Regions from separate parts of the Pan troglodytes genome. Here region 2 is linked to region 1. Evidence: chromatin contacts called from public HiChIP or PLAC-seq data. All regions are on one chromosome and are shown on one strand. Each heading gives the region's core, a stretch centred on a gene start, on an enhancer-like site or on the middle of the called end of the contact. The rest is flanking DNA. Distances are from core to core; before and after follow the strand shown. Region 1 holds the start of ZNF784 (zinc finger protein 784). Region 2 holds the start of TNNT1 (troponin T1, slow skeletal type).

Region 1 (5,596 bases), core at 1,659-4,158:
CCTCCCCGGGTCGGCCTCCTACCTCCGCCTTAACTAACCCATGTCCCTGGTCTGCAGCCTACTGGTCGGCCTCCACCTTCACCTTCGCGGTCTCCCCCCGCCCCTCCTCCGCAGGGTCCCCTACCCCACACCCGCTCCCCGACCCCTCAGCCGCCGACGAGCCCAGCTGGCCTCCAGAGTCTCCCAGCCCCGGCCCCGGCCCGTGGAAGTGGGTGCGCTGGTGCTTGCGGAAGTTGGAGGAGTTGTTGAAGGTGCGGTCGCAGAGCGTGCAGCGGAACGGGCGCTCGCCAGTGTGGATGCGGGCGTGGCCGCTAAGCACCGAGGACTGGGTGAAGCCCTTGCCGCAGATGCCGCAATGGTATGGCCGCTCGCCAGTGTGCACGCGCTCGTGGTCTCGCATGTCTGAGGAGCGGCGGAAGGGCTTGGCGCAGAACCTGCAGGCAAAAGGCTTCCCCACCGCTGCGCCCGCCGCCGCCGCCGCCATCACCACCTCCGCCCTCTCCGGGGCCACCCCGGGCCTCTGTTCTGCAACGGCCGCTGCGTCCGGAGGCCTCCGAGAGGTGCCCGGCTCCACCCCGTGCCGGTGCTGGTGCCGGAGCAGGGGCGCCAAGGCCTTGAAGGCGCGGGGGCAGAGCGCGCAGCGGTAGGGCCGCTCCCCCGTGTGCAAGCTGTAGTGCGCGCGCAGGCTGGCGGGGCCCGGGCAGCTGTGGCCGCACACGTGGCACCGGCTCGGGTCCCCACCCTGCCCGCCTCCCTCGGCCCCAGCCAAGTGGCCATGTTCGTGGAACAGCAGCTCGGAAACCAGCCGGAAGGCAGCAGGGCACAAGGCACAGTGGAAAGAACCTGGCTCCGGGGGCTCAGGGACCAGCGTGGTGTCCGTCACCTTCACCACCTGGATCTCGATGAGGTCACTCGGGGGTGTGCCAGGCCGGCAGTCATCAGGCACCAGGACCTGGGCAAGAGGAGAAGAAAGAGGAGCCTGTGGAATCTGCCTCAGGACCGCCCCAGCACGCCCCAATTATTAAAGCTTGGGCTCCTCGGTTATTTTCAGACAGGGCCTCACTCTGTTGCCCTGGCGCGATCGTGGCTCATTGCAATCTTGACCTCCTGGGCTCAAGCGATCTTCCCACTTCATCTCCCTGAGTAGCTGGGATTACAGGCATGCACCACCACATCCAGCTAGTTAAAAAAAAAAAATTATTTCTGGCTGGGCACGGTGGCTTAGGCCTGTAATACCAGCACATTGGGAGGCTGAGGTAGGCAGATCACCTGAGGTCAGGAGTTCGAAACCAGCCTGGCCAACACGGCAAATACCGTTTCTACTAAAAATGCAAAAATTAGCCAGGTGTTGTGGCTGCTGCCTGTAATCCCAGCTACTCGGGAGACTAAGACACGAGAATCGCTTGAACCCAGGAGGTGGAGGTTGCAGTGAGATGTGATCATGCCACTGCCCTCCAGCTCAGGCGACAGAACAAGACTCCATCTTAGACAGCAAAACAAACAAAAATTATTATTATTATTTTTAATGTAGAGGGAGTCCCACTATGTTGCCCAGGCTGGTCTCCAACTACTGGGCTCAAGAGATCCTTCTGGCTCTGCCTCCTAAAGTGCTGGGATTGCAGGCGTGAGCCGCCGCGCCCGGCCCATCCTCCAGGATTCTGTTGTATCCTCATCAACGTTTCCTCTCCTGTCCAAAATATATCATGGATCCCACCTTTTCTCCTCCACCCTAGTTAAAGCCCCATCACTTGGCGCCTCCAAAATTGAAAAACCCAAGGGCATCTCTGTTCCTACTTCTGCTGGCTTGTAACCCACCTCCCAGGAATAGCCTGAAGGTCTTTTGAAAATGTAAATCAGATCAAGTCATTTTTCGCACTCAAAACCCTCCAATGGCTCCAAATGACTTATCCCAAATCGTCACTATAATATCTGTGGCGATGTAGCTCCACTTATCTCTCTGACCCCAGCTTAAACATAAGCCGGCACCCAGCTGACTTCTCTCGTCTAAATTTAGCTGCCCCACCCCCACTCTTGGCTCAATTTATAGAAATTGGCTGAATTTTTATTTCCTTTATAGAACAGATCACAGTAACTCTCCTTTATTGTCTCTCTGCTGTCAAGAGACTGCAGGCTCCAAAAGAACACAGCCCTTGTCTGTCTTGGTCACTTCTCTATTTACAGAGCCGAAGTAGGAGCTCAGTAAATGTTTGTTGAATGAATGAATGTCCTCAATTAGTCTAATTCTGAGTGGGGGAACGTGGAGGAAGTTCCAAAGTCACCTAGACCACCCACTTCTACCCCCAAATTCTCCCTTGGGCATTCGAGAAGCATCACTAAGACCCTTGAAGAATTATCCCCTACCCCAACATAGGTGCTCCAATCATAATCCCCCACGTTTTTCAGGGTCACCTTCCCAACCTTCCACCCTAGAATTAGCCCTAGAATTTATGAGGCCCCGCCCCTTACAAGGCTCCACCCAAATTATGCAAATTATCCCTGGTAAGCCCCCTTCCCTGGACCCAAACCCGCCCCACAAGACAACACCGTCCTCAGACTCCGCCCCCATCCAGGCACCGCCCACCACCCATAGGTCCCTCCCCACCCCGCCCACCATGGCATAGTCTCCTCTCCTGCCCCGCCCCTCGCGAAACCCCAAGAAGCCCCACCCCCAGGGCCATAGCACTAAATACCTCCCCCGCCCACCCCCTCATAGGCCACGCCCCGGACCCGCCCCCTACACTACGACCTCCTCCCACCTCGAGCCCCACGCCCAGGCCCCTTCCTTGCCCGCACCAGGTCCAGTGGCTCCTGGGATCGCGACTCCGGGGTCGGTGAGCTCGGACTCTGGGCCTCTGGGCGCGCAGCGGCCATCTTGTGCCCAAGCCCCGCCCCCAAGGCCAATGTTCGCTCTGAAAGGGGGTGGGGCTCGAACTGGCGTAAGAGCTACTGCGCAGGCGCAGTGCGGGGCTGCGAGGGGGCGTGGTGCAGCAGGGGGCGTGGCGTGGCGGGGCGTGGCGGCTGAGCCCGGGAGAATGTGAGTTATTCCCTCTCTAATTACCTGTCGGTCCCTCCGAGGGTACGCTCTGTTGGATGCCTGTAACACCCTGGGAACAAATCCGAACGTTCCTTCTAAACCAACGCAGGCCGACTCGAGGCTCTGGCTGTCAGGGGAACCTCAGCAGATCTGAAGAAGCTTTGCTTTGTTTCCACGGTAAACGTTTTTGTGATTACCTCTGCACTGCTCATGACAACGTAATGACGCCAAGTTTATAAACGTCGGTGTAGGCCGGGTGCGGTAGCTCATGCCTGTATTCTCAGCTACTCGGGAGGCTGAGGTGGGAGGATCGCTTGAGGCCGGGAGGTCGAGGAGGCTGCAGTGAGCCATGATCTCGCCACTGCATCCAGCCTGAGTGACAGAGAGACTCTGTCAAAAAAAAAAAAAAAAAAAAAGGCAGTGTAGAGAAAAATATTCAGTAAACAGCAACACAGGTGGTCCTGGGAGGACGCAAAAACCCGCAAGCTGATGTTATGTTTGGGAGGAAAGAGCTCAAAAACGCGGGGTTTTCGGCAGCATCAAGGACGGGGCTCTTCTTAGCTGCCCCGTTTAGTCATTCTGGTGGTGTCACCTTGGATAAGTCACTACACTTCTCTGGACCATTTCTCTTTCTTTTGTATAGCACTGTAGAAGCATTGTGACAAACCACTGAGAAGAGATATGGAAGAGTTTGGAAACATCTTTAAATAGTTTTCTTGAAAGGGCAGGACAGGAGATACTTAAACATGATCCTAATCATGATCATTTCATTCATAAATATATATGAAATTATATTTTGTGATATATTGGTATAAAATAAAGATAAACACCACTTAGGCTGAATTATCTCCTCCTCCTCCTTTCTTCTTCTTTTATAGAGATGGGGATCTTGCTGTCTTGCCTTGCCCAGGCTGGTCTTGAACTCCTAGCCTTAAGTGATCCTTCTGCCTTGGTCTTCCAAAGCTATATTTCCCCTCTTTTCTTTTGATTTTAAAATAATTTTTTTTTTTTTGAGATGGAGTCTCACTCTGTCGCCCAGGCTGGAGTGCAGTGGCATGATCATGGCTCACTGCAACCTCTGCCTCCCGGGCTCAAGCGATTATCCTGCCTCAGCCTCTTGAGTAGCTGGGATTACAGGTGCCCGCCACCATGCCTGGCTAATTTTTGTATTTTTAGTATATACAGGGTCTCACCATGTTGGCCAGGCTGGTCTCGAACTCCTGACCTCAGGTGATCCGCCCACCTCGGCCTCCCAAAGTGCTGGGATTACAGGTGTGAGCCACTGCGCCCAGCCTAAAATAAATTTTTAAATGTTGTGGGTCCCTAAGAGTATCATGGGCCCTAGGCACTGTATCTACTACTGTATCTAATGCTTAAGTCAGCTCTTTCTGTCCAGGTTTCCTAATTTGCAAAATGAGGGTGATAATAAAACCTACTTCACACAGTTGCTATGATGATTAAAGAAGTCATTATATATAAAGTATTTTGGACAATATATGGCACACAGCAGGTGCTATGAGTTAGCTATAATAATTACTACCATTTGGCACTCCCACTAGCAATAAATAGGGACCTTTGTTGCTTAACATTCCTATCAATATCTGATACTCAAACTTTAAAATGTTTGCTAATCTCTTGGGTGTGAAATAATTTCATTTCTTTTCTTTTTTTTGAGAAACAGCCCAGGCTGGAGTGCAGTGGCGTGATCTCAGCTCACTGCAACCTCCACCTCCTTGATTCAAACAAATTTCCTGCCTCAGCTTCCCAAGTAGCTGGGACTACAGGTGTGACACGTCATTACGTTATCGCAAGTGGTGCAGAGGTAACCACAAAAACCTTTACTGTGGAAACAAAGCAAAGCCTCTTCAGTTCCGCTGAGGTTCCACTGACTGCTAGAGCCTCGAGTCGGCCTGCGTTGGTTTAGAAGGAACGTTCGGATTTGTTCCCAGGGTGTTACAGCCCAGCTAATTTTTGTATTTTTGTTTTGTTTTGTTTTTTGTTTTTAGTAGAGACAGGGTTTCACTATATGTTGGCCAGGCAGGTCTCAAACTCCTGACCTCAGCTGATCGGCCCGCCTCGGCCTCCCAAAGTGCTGGGATTACAGGCATGAGCCACTGCGCCTGGTCTATTTCTTATTGAGAAGCTCTTTATGAAAAGAGATCATTCATAGCACCCAGAACTCATCCTCCGGTTTCCCTTTTTTGAGAGCTGGAAGTATGTCATCTCTGTATCCCCTCTGTACATCCCTATAGAGAAGGCATGTATATGGCTCAGTGAGTGTTTGGTGAATGAATGAGTGAGAAATTGAATTCATGCAGATAGAAGAACTTTGTACCAGAGCTTAAGGCTATTGAGTATTTTTTTGCCTTTTTTTTCCTCCCCACCCCCACTAAAGCTATTAAATATTTTCAGAGGAGAGCACTGTTTAGTGGAATTACCATAAGCTTTCAAATCAGGCAAACCTGGGTCCAGATCCGTTTATCCGCTTGCTGTGCAACTCTGGGCAAGCAATGTCCCCTCTAAGTGTCTAGCTGACATCTACAAAGTGGGCACCATAATGTC
Region 2 (5,596 bases), core at 1,043-3,542, 480 kb before region 1:
CAGTGGGGAAGGCAGATGCTAGAAAGGTCCGCTGGAGCCAGATGGGGAAGGCTTTGAATGCAGGCTAGTTGCTTTGACTGCGTCTTAAGAGTAGTGGGGAGTTGAGGAAAGATTCTGAGCAGAGGAGGGGCAGGGTTAGCTCTGGTGTTAGAAAAGTCTCTCTCGAGTCATGGAGGAGGATGAGCCACAAGCTGCAGGCAGGGAGGCCAGAGAGGAGGCTGGGGTGATGGTAAAGGCGCGAGGGGAAGAGGGACTACTGGGTGGAAAGAAGGAAACAGACTGGCTGGGCATGGTGGCTTGCGCCTGTAATCCCAGCACTTTGGGAGGCCGAGGTGGGAGAACTGCTTGAGGATAGGAGTTCGAGACCAGCCTAAGCAACATAGCAAGACCTCATCTCTACAAAAAGAAAAAAAAAAAAAAAAGCCAGGTGTGGTGGCACATGCCTGTGGTCCCAGCTACTCAGGAGGCTGAGATGGGAGGATTGCTTGAGCCCAAGATGTTGAGGCAGTGGGCCAGGATTGGGTCACTGCACTCTAGCCTGGGTAACAGGGTGGGGACTATGAGGACGATGAAGAAGAAGGGGAAGGAGAAGGAGAAGGGGAAGGGGAAGAAGAGGAAGTGGAGGAGGAGGAGGGAGGAGGAGGGAGAGGAGGGAGGAGGGAAAGGGGGAGGGAGGAGGAGGAGGAGGAGAAATGTTGACTGCTGTTTCAATTTCCTCCCTCCATCTCTGCCTTTCTCACACCTTGTCTCTGGGGGTAGAGGGAATATTTAGGAAGATGTATGACTGGGGCCCCCCACCCTGTAGGATCTCACCTTGGTTTGGGGCGTTCCTCTTCTGTTGGTGGTGGGGGATAAAAAGAGATAATTAGCAAGAGTTTAGAGGAGAGGGGCTAGGCCTGACACACCCTGGGGAGGGACCCCCCAAGCCTCGGCCCCTAGGAGCCCCGGGAAGGACTCTGGAGTCCAGTTCTGGAGGAGGGGGGATGGGGAGAAGAAAAGAGGGAAGGAAAGTCAGGGTGGCTGTAAAGGAGGAAGAGGGTCACACGCATCAGATATACATTCAGAACTGGTGTGGGGACCCCCCACCCCCACTGTCTGCATACCCAGGAGTGCAAACCCCCAGACCTTTCTCTATTTATATGCCCAGAGCTCCTGCTCTCCTCCATTAGGACCCAGCAGTGCAGGGGGTCCCAACCTCTGTCTTCATTCAGTGACCCCAGCGCTCTCTCCCCAGCTCGCCCCCTGCCCACCGCCCACCCCCCCCCCCCCTCCGACCTTGGAGACCCTGACTCCCAGCGCTAGCCTCCTCTGCAATCCTAAATTCCAAGCCCCAACCTTTGAATGTATATGGGGGAGAAAATAACAGACAAGGTTGGAGGCGAAGATAAGGGGGGACGGGGTGGTGCTTCTCCGCAAACATCCAACCCTTCTATAAAGATTCCTCCAGACTGGGGAAGAAGGCTTGGGTGTCGGTCCCTTTAAGAAGGAAGGGAAAGGGTTAAAGCCACTGCGGGGCCATTTCCCTTCCCGGCCCCGAGAGGGCGCAGGAGCTCTCAGGGGCTTAAAGGGCCAGGCCTGGGGGCGGGTTATGGGGGCGGAGGGAGGGAAGGGTGGTCTTGGAGGTTGGGGCCCGAGGATATCGGGGGTCCCCCCGGGCCCCCGACATCGGTCTCGGGAAGCGAAGCAGCCGCGGTTACCTGGCTCTGCCACCGGCTCCGGCTCTTCGGGGGCTGGGGAGGGGAGGGAGGAGCAGCGAGGGTTTGGGGAGCGAGGGGGGAGCGGCCACGCCCGGGCGCGGGAGGGGAGAGAGGGAAGAGACGTGAGAGGCTGTTAGAGGACCGGGAGCCGAGGCCGTCGGGAGCCCCATCCCGCCCCCTCCTCCCGGGCCCAGCGTCCCCGCCCCCCGCCCCCCCACCCCCCAGCTCCAGACCTGCGGAGTCCGGGACCTCACCTTCCTCCTCCTCCTCCGCAGCCTCCTCTGGAGATGGGGGCACAGAAGAGAAGGCGTTAGGAGCTGGGGGAGGGATGGGGGCGGTGGCCAGAGACCAGGGTTCCAGTCTCTGCTGGACGGGGGACCCTCTGGCCTCGGCTGCGATGGGCACGTTCCCCCTGGCGGTGCAGGGATGGCGCGAGGAGACGCGCCAGACCCGGAGAGGGCGGGCGAGGGCCCTCGGGCTGAGCCGCCCCTTCCCCGCCAAAGTGCCACACTCCTCGCCTCCCCTCCCAAGAGCTCCTGGGCGTGTCCCCATCCCATAGGGCCGGCCCACTCCCTACTCACCTTCCGGCTGCTCCCTGCGGACGGGTGTGGGGAGAGAGGAGGGAGAGGAGAGTTAGACCTGGGGTGGGAGAGCCTCTCCACCACTGCACGCCCCAACCCCTCCCAGTGCAGCACTCACTCCTCATATTCCTGCTCCTCGGTGTCCGACATCCTGGTGCGGCCTAAGGACCAGAGAGAAGAGGCCCAGTGGGGTGGGGCCCCAAGGAGGGGGCGACCTAGACTCCTGGGTGTGAGGGAGGAGGGGCTGGGGGCCTGGACTCCTGGATCTGAGGGAGAAGCAGCTGGGGCCTGGACTCCTGGATCTGAGGGAGGAGCAGCTGGGGCCTGGACTCCTGGGTCTGGATTCCTGGGTCTGAGGGAGGAGGAGCTGGGGTCTGGACTCCTGGGTCTGAGGGAGGAGGAGCTGGGGCCTGGACTCCTGGGTCTGAGGGAGGAGTAGCTGGGACCTGGACTCCTGGTTCTGGACTCCTGGGTGTGAGAGAGGAGGAGCTGGGGCCTGGACTCCTGGGTCTGAGGGAGGAGGGGCTGGGGGCCTGCCCTCCTGGGTCTGAGGGAGGAGGAGCTGGGGCCTGGACTCCTGGGTCTGAGGGAGGAGGGGCTGGGGGCCTGCCCTCCTGGGTCTGAGGGAGGAGGAGCTGGGGCCTGGACTCCTGGGTCTGAGGGAGGAGGGGCTGGGGGCCTGGACTCCTAGGTCTGAGGGAGGAGGAGCTGGGACCTGGACTCCTGGGTCTGAGGGAGGAGGGGCTGGGGGCCTGGACTCCTAGGTCTGAGGGAGGAGCTGGGACCTGGACTCCTGGGTCTGAGGAAGGAGGGGCTGGGGGTCTGGACTCCTGGGTCTGAGGGAGGAGGAGCTGGGGCCTGGACTCCTAGGTCTGAGGGAGGAGGAGCTGGGACCTGGACTCCTGGGTCTGAGGGAGGAGGGGCTGGGGGCCTGGACTCCTGGGTCTGAGGGAGGAGGGGCTGGGGGCCTGGACTCCTAGGTCTGAGGGAGGAGGAGCTGGGACCTGGACTCCTGGGTCTGAGGAAGGAGGGGCTGGGGGTCTGGACTCCTGGGTCTGAGGGAGGAGGAGCTGGGGCCTGGACTCCTAGGTCTGAGGGAGGAGGAGCTGGGACCTGGACTCCTGGGTCTGAGGGAGGAGGGGCTGGGGGCCTGGACTCCTGGGTCTGAGGGAGGAGGGGCTGGGGGTCTGGACTCCTGGGTCTGAGGGAGGAGGGGCTGGGGCCTGGACTTCTGGGTCTGAGGGAGGAGGGACTGGGGTCCTGAACTCCTGGGTCTGAGGGAGGAGGGGCTGGGGGCTGGATTCCTGGGTCTGAGGGAGGAGAGGCTGGAGCCCTGGACTCCTGGGTCTGAGGGAGGAGAAGCTGGGACCTGGACTCCTGGGTCTGAGGGAGGATAGGGCTGGGGGTGTGTGGGAGGGTGGGTGTGGACTCCTGAGACTGAGATGGGTTGTCCTGGACACCTGGGTCTGAGGGGGGAGGGGCTGGAGGCTTGGACTCCTGGATCTGAAGGAGGAGGGGCCAGGGGCCTGGACACCTGGGTCTGAGGGAGGAGGGGCTGCGGGCCTGGATGCCTGGGTCTGAGGGAAGAGGGGCCAGGGGCTGGACACCTGGGTCTGAAGGAGGATGGGCTGGGGGCTTGGACTCCTGGGTCTGAGGAAGGAGGAGCTGGGGCCGGGACTCCTGGATCTAAGGGAGGAGGGGCTGGGAGTCTGGACTCCTGAGTCTGAGGGAGGAGGGGGCTGGGGACCTGTACTCCTGCGTCTGAGGGAGGAGGGCTCAGGTCTGGACTCCTGGGTCTGAGGGAGGGGGCCGGCTGTCCTAAAGCATGCATGAGGACAGACCTTGGTAGGTGTGGTCCTGGCACAGCCAGGAGGCTGCAGACCCTGCCCCCTCAGCACAGCTGTCCTCTTTTGTCTTATGACAAGTCCATGGGAACCTGATCCAGTTGGGATTAGGAGGAGGCATTTGAGAAGGGACAGTGGCCTCAAGACAATAGCTGCCCCACCCCCAGGAGCTATTTTGGGGGGATGTCGTAGATGGTGAAACCGAGGATATTTCCTAAGAAGGGATTTGAGGAAGGGGGGCTTCTGGGAGAATTAGTCACCCGCATCCCCTCTCCCACTCGCCCCACCCCGCTGGCTGGTTTCCTCCCCACCTGTCTCCCCTTTCACCTTCCCATACATCACGCAGGGGGCAGGGGCATAAAGGGCACCTTCTGTCCGTAGACCTCACCCTGACCCCTACATTCTTAGACCTCAAAGTCTCTGAGACACCCTAGGCCACAGGGTGCCTAGCCCCAAATCCCAATACCCACAGATTCTGAGACCCCGATTTATGATGCCCGTGTTTCTGAGGCCAGCAAGTCCTCACAGCTCTGGATTCTGAAATCCCAGTTCTTGATAGTCCAGATATGGGCCGGGACATCCTAAGACCACCCCCAGGTCTTGAGACCTCCTAAAATCTGAAACCTCAAGAATATGAGACCCCCAAAATCTTGATACCCAAACTCGGAGGCCCAGTTCATGATACCCCAGATAATGACACTCTAAGTTTTCATGCTTTCTATCATAATGCCTCAGATTCCGAGCCCTCCACTACCAAAACCCCAATTTCTTCTGAGACCCCCCAATTCCTGATACCATCAGAGTCTGAGGCCCCAAATCCTGACACCCAGATTGTTTGACCTCCAAGTCCAGATACCCCTGACTGCTGAGATTTCCCCCAGATTCCCAGAACCCCAAGATCCTAGGAGGTTTTATTCTGGGACATCCAAGTCCTGGCAGCCCCGGGTTAGGATTTGTGTAACCCACAAATCCTAGTATTTTCCCCTCTATCCTGAGTCCCCCTAAAGTCTGAGCCTCTCAAGTTCCCAGACCTCCAGTTGTATGCCCCACCTACCTCTGCACCATTTCTCCACACCCCACATCTTCCCCACCTGCCTCCTGCCCCCTCCCCCAAGGACATGGTTTTTGAAGACCACAGGGCTCCGCAGAGCCCCTTACCTAGGCTGCGTCTGAGATGCTGTGAATCTTGAGGCTGAGCCTTGCTGAGGGCACTGAAGCTCCGGGGAGTTTATAGCTGGAGGCTCGGGCCCGCCCCGAGGGGAGAGGGAGGGGGAGAGAATTCCTTTGCTCAAACACAAGCCTGGGAGTTCAGAGACAGCCCTGCTGCCCCTGGCTCCACACTCAGAGTCCAGAAGCCTCCGTGGGCCCCTCCCCAACCCCATGCCAACCCCATCTGCATGGCCCAGGAGCCCCGCCCCTGCTCCCACCCCATGTCCCAGGCTCCCATGGTGCTCCAACTACCTCCCTTATAGCT

Evidence for each region. HiChIP or PLAC-seq counts read pairs in DNA pulled down with a chosen protein or histone mark.
Region 2: a contact with region 1 is called in an H3K4me3 HiChIP or PLAC-seq map of stem cell-derived excitatory neurons, with 14 times the contacts expected there. The contact joins the promoter of TNNT1 here to the promoter of ZNF784 in region 1. A contact is called at or near these places in 2 of 7 Hi-C or Micro-C datasets (induced pluripotent stem cells and stem cell-derived neural progenitor cells) and 1 of 1 datasets of contacts at active chromatin or transcription factors (stem cell-derived excitatory neurons).

What each region holds. Positions count from the first base shown.
Region 1 is chr20:58,437,803-58,443,398 of NHGRI_mPanTro3-v2.0_pri, forward strand. ZNF784 (zinc finger protein 784) reads right to left here and starts at 2,909. Exons shown (of 3, transcript XR_001711932.4): 1 at 2,794-2,909; 2 at 1-952.
Region 2 is chr20:57,954,013-57,959,608 of NHGRI_mPanTro3-v2.0_pri, forward strand. It overlaps TNNT1 (troponin T1, slow skeletal type), which reads right to left and starts at 2,293. Exons shown (of 11, transcript XM_016936854.3): 1 at 2,279-2,293; 2 at 1,952-1,978; 3 at 814-835.